Regions from separate parts of the Mus musculus genome. Here region 2 is linked to region 1. Evidence: chromatin contacts called from public Hi-C data. All regions are on one chromosome and are shown on one strand. The core of a region is the stretch at or near the end of the contact, and the rest is flanking DNA. Distances in the headings are between cores, read along the strand shown.

Region 1 (2,518 bases), core at 7-2,506:
GCCAAATTTGGGATCATTTGGGCGGTGGGGGATCCTTCAAACTCCCCAGCTGACCCAAGGGTTGAATATGAAGCACGCAGCCATCAGACAGTAGTTGTCTCTGATAGATAAGGCAGATGACATTTGTCCAAGGGGACCAGTTCTGTCACAATTCCTTCCATCTATTAGTCACTATCTCACAATTATTTTGCCTTTTCTAATCAGCACACAGGCTCTTAAAGCCCTCGCTTGAACACATTCATCATGTCCCCTTCTACGTGGGGAGAATCAATGTTATTTACTGTGGCTAAGCCCACAGAACCCATTTGTAACTAGGGAAGGGTTTGTTGCTGCCTAAAACCAGGCAAATGTTCCCATCCTTGGAAGGTCTGCTCTGTCCACAACATGGCCCAGATATGTCCAGGGGGCAACTCAAGGCACTCAGTAAGTTCCTTCCCTTAAATCAATAATCAAATCCTCCTGTCTTAGTTAGGCTTTTATTGCTGTGAAGAGACACTATGACCAAGGCACCTTTTAATAAAGGACAACACTTAATTGGGGCTGGCTTAAGGTTTCCCAGGTTTAGTCTATTATCATTTCAGAGGTTTAGTCTATTGTCATCAGAAGCATGGCAGCATGCAGGCAGGCATGGTGCTGGAGAAGGAACTGAGAGTTCTACATCTTGATCCAAAGGCAGTCAGGAGACTGTCTTCTGCAGGCAGACAGGAGATTTTCTTCTGCGGTGGGCAGAGCTCAAGCAGTAGGAGATCTCAAAGCCCCGCCTACACAGTGACACACTCCCTCCAACAAGGCCACACCCACTTCAACAAGGCCACACCTCCCAATGGTCCCACTTCCCGAGGGCCAAGCTTATGTAAACCACTACACATGCTCTGTCTGAGTTACTCCAGGAACTGCTTCTGCTGTCTTCAGACTGTCTCGGGGGACTGTACTGAGAGAGATTGCTCCCAGCCCTCTGCAGCCACACTGGTCTGGCGCAGCTCTAGCAGGATCTTCAGATGAGGAATAAGCCAGGACACGGAAGATCAAAGGAGATGCCTCTTCCAAAGACAGAAGACATCCAGAAGGATATCAGATTTGATTCTCCATCTGGGTCAGAACCATGAGGTCATCACTTATCAGCTGTGGAGTCTCTTGGGAAACAGGGAGAAGAAACTTCCGTTTCAATTCACAACCGTGAGCCCTGCTGGGAAATCTGTTCCAACTTCAAAGAGCCCCGCCCTCCTCGTAGCAGATCTGGCAATATTTCCTGGTCAGGATTGGCCCCACCCTACAGCTCCCCCTATCGTCCCCACACAAAATAGACAGGCTTGTCTTACAGACTCTTCATCTGGGGGACCAACAACAACTAAAAAGGAGGCCGGGATGGAATGAGCAATATCCCAAGGCAGGGATCCAGCAGCCTTTTCATTTCTTTCCTTTTCGCATTAAAGTTCTCCCTGTCAGCCTGCCCCACGGAGAAGCCTCATGGGAATTAAGATATTCCAGATATTCTTAGAAAAATGAAATGTTGAAGAATGGCTTCCTGAGCTGATAATAGCGGTACATTTGAAAAATAGGCCCGAATGCCACGTTTAAAAGCCTGGAGTCATAAAAGGCATTATGAATGGATAGAGTGCGAACCTCTACAAGCAGACTTCATTGATGTCACCGTAAACGATGAATGCTGTCACTCTTTTTTATATATAACAGGAAGATATGCCGCTGCATCCAGATCTCAATGTAGGCACTGTCAGGCTCACTGGAACGGCATTGCCTGAGCTATTTATGACAATACGAGAGGAAATACAAGGTTAGAAGATCTTTATCTGCTGTCTGTGGAAACGTGCTTCCACGCTGACGCGCTCGTGAAATAGCCTGTGACAGTGAGGGAGCTGGAAAGTGAGATTAGACAGTGCAGGAAGGACTGTGTCCAGACAATACTGATGCTCACACTGGTGAGCCCCCTGGGCCTTTCTCCCAGCATCCTCCAGGAAAACCCCATCCTGGCATTGACAGCAGCGGCTGGTGTATCATTCACAACTGATCCAACCAGGAATGCTTGTTCCACCTTCCAGAATGTAACGAGGCTTCTAGGAATAGCTGCCAGCTGGGGACTACATCTCCCAGACACCCTTGCCTCCAGTGTGGTCCTGGACATGTTTACACCAATTAGGTGAATCTGGTGAGATCAGTACTTTTGAGTGGCAAGTGGGCGTCGTCCCTGGTTTCTCTCCCTTTCTAGTAGCTGGAGATAGCGGAGTCCCAGGTCCTAGGGGATAGTGGAGCTGAGCATGAAAGGACCTGAATCTTCTGAATGACCCCACAGAATAATAGCTCCCGACTCAGCACCAACCAGTAGTCGCGCTGTATGTTAATGAGTACACTACTGAGCCAATCAAATTGCAGCCTATATTACCGCAGCTAGTCTTGGGTTGACTAGAACAATTAGCACCGGCCTTCTACATCACTCACTCAGTTGTCTGTCCATCTGCTCCATCACATGAAGAAATGTGAAGTAGAAACCTACAGACATGGA
Region 2 (2,518 bases), core at 11-2,510, 270 kb before region 1:
CCAGTTTATTTATTTATTTATTTTGAGTCATGGTTTCATGTAGCCCAGGCTGGCCTCAAACTTGCTATGTAGTCAAGAATAGCCTTAAAACTTCTTGATCCTCCTGCCTCCACCTCCAGAGTGCAGAGATTACAGGTATGTGTCATCATGCCCAATTTATGTGGTGCGAAGAATCCGACTCAGGACTTCATGCATGTGAGGCAAGCTCTCTAACTGAGCTACATCCCTAGCCCTGAAGCTCAGATCTTTAAGGGAGATACAAAGGTTTTTTGTTGTTGTTGTTGTTTTGGTTTTTTTTTTATTTTGTTTTTTGTTTTTGCTTTTTTGTTTTTGTTTGTGCGTGTGCGCGTGCGAGCGAGCGCGTGTTTACTGAGGACAGAAACAGACAAACCAGCTTAAGGGCAGAAAGCCCTGGATGGCATCTCCACACACAGGCAGCCAGGCATTCCCTCAGCCCTAGTATTGAACCCAAAGATGTTAGTTAGTTAGTTAGTTAGTTAGTTAGTTAGTTAGTAAGCCGTTGTACACAAGCCACCCCATCAGTTCAGCTGTGCCTGTCATCAGAGGTCTGATTCCCTGTGACAGCGGGGGCTCCTTTACCTCGCCTCTCAGCTGTGGAGTGGGTCTTGGCCTCCGGCTTCATTTCATAGAGTTGCCTTGGAGGTTCTCCAGCGCTTCCCCTCCCAGCTTTCAAAAGAACTGGGCCGGGAGGGCAAATCGGGACCAGCAGAATCTTTCTGGAACTTCTTTGGCGACCAGCCTAAAAGGCCATTAAAGCTAAAAGCCATGTAATGTTTTTCTGCTGGGTAAAGAATGGAGTAGGGCCTGGTTCCACTTAGGAAGTAAGGTTTCTGTTCTTGTGGGAAGTTTGTGGTTGAAACAAGCCATTTTGTGTTTTTACTTTAAAACAATTTCCTCAGCTGTGCTAGGTGATTAAATAACAGTGCTTCATTATGACAGAAACCGGCATTTCTGTCCACACAAGAAAGCCTCAGGCAGGTTGGAAACAGCGGGCAGGAAGCATCCATAGCAGGTATGGTAAGCACCCACTTACTTCCCCCCTAACAAACGCTAGAGAATACAAACATCTGGGAAAGGTCACGATCATGTTCTTACTTAAGGACAGGGTTCATCTGGCTTTTCGGACAGTTTCTTAGCTACTTGGACAGGAAGCAGAAGTTGTCTTGTGGCAGCTGTACGCACAGCTCTTAAACAAAGGCCCTGATACGAAATTCCCCCTCTGTTCTAAGTCCCTGGGGACAGAGGGGACAGCGTCATCTGTCTCACAAGAAGGAAGACAGACAGAGAGGGAAAGAAAATGGCTCCCCAGCCCTGAGGAGACAAACAGGGACTCTCTTCTAACTTAAAACAGGTTTGCTTGTTTTGTTTTGTTTTTGTTTTTGGCAGATGTCTTGTTTGCCTTACACACACACACACACACACACACACACGCACACGCACACGCACACGCACACACACACACACACACACAACCTGAAAAAAATGGCTTTTGAAGAAAAAAAGAAAATATGGACAATATATTACAGATTTCAAATTGTGTACAAACTCCAAGAGGAGTCTGACACTTGACAAAGACATCCAGTAAGTTCAGAGAGGTTGGCTTCATTGTTACTGGCACAGCAAGTGGGGTCAAATAGGAGAGTAAACGAATACCCTAGCTTACCTGGCCCCCACAGGTCCTCCTCTGGCCCCTTATTCTCTGCACTGGAGCTGCCAGCACGCCAGCCAGTGCTGGCTGGCCTCTGGGCACATGCCAGTACCCTTTACCCACCCACAAGACAGACATCATCCAGTCTACCAGCACCCACATCATAGCCCTCCTTGCTTCCAGAGAGCCGATTTCTTCAGAGGCTCATTTGTCTTCTTCCTGGGGAAGCTTTGCCTCTTTCGGGTGCTTCAGGACAGAGAGGAGAGGGTCACTTGCCACAGCTATCACTGTTGATATCCAATGCTGCCTGTCCTCACCAGCTGCTGCTAAGGTATGGATACAAACAAACAAACAAACAAACTCCCTGTCTCCCTGTCTTTGCTTTCCCATGGTCCTTCCAGCTGGGATCTGTTTATTATATTCAGAGCCCCCACCATAGCCCTTCACTGCGCATTTGTTACAGACAACCATATCTCCGGTTGCCAGGATAACTCTTTTATAAGATTCCTGACATCTTGTTCTTTAAACAATACTCCAGAAACTCTATTTTAAAATGTATGAAAAGAAAGGCCAGCCGACGGTTTAGTGGGTGGGGCAGAGCACTGCCAGCAAGATGGCTCAGTGGGTGAAGCTCTCACCGTGCAAGGCTGATGCCCTGGGTTTGATCCCCGAAGGCCACTTAAAGGCATGAGAGGAGTGCTGACTCTGCAACGATGTCCTCTGACCTCTGCATGCCTGCCATAACACACGAGTATCTCGCCATACAATAAATAACACTGAATACATTAATTTAAAAAATTGTGAGGAGCTACATAGGAAATAACTAAAGCAAAATGATGGATGGCATTG

The links. A called contact is a pair of places that touch in the nucleus more often than the background predicts.
Region 2: a contact with region 1 is called in a Hi-C map of uterus, with 2.4 times the contacts expected there. The contact joins two enhancer-like sites. A contact is called at or near these places in 2 of 484 Hi-C or Micro-C datasets (both in uterus), 6 of 115 datasets of contacts at active chromatin or transcription factors (cardiomyocytes and embryonic stem cells) and 2 of 9 other capture datasets (embryonic stem cells and embryonic tail).

What each region holds. Positions count from the first base shown.
Region 1 is chr7:133,184,794-133,187,311 of GRCm38.p6, reverse strand. No RefSeq gene overlaps it. Among named protein-coding and RNA genes, the nearest start is that of Gm35567, 30 kb to the left of the region's middle. Within about 2 kb of position 1,256, at least 103 of the 459 cell types and tissues checked have an H3K27ac peak or open chromatin away from gene starts, as enhancers often do. A contact at or near this core is called in uterus, where this site is marked.
Region 2 is chr7:133,456,318-133,458,835 of GRCm38.p6, reverse strand. No RefSeq gene overlaps it. Among named protein-coding and RNA genes, the nearest start is that of Tex36, 140 kb to the left of the region's middle. Within about 2 kb of position 1,260, at least 57 of the 459 cell types and tissues checked have an H3K27ac peak or open chromatin away from gene starts, as enhancers often do. A contact at or near this core is called in uterus, where this site is marked.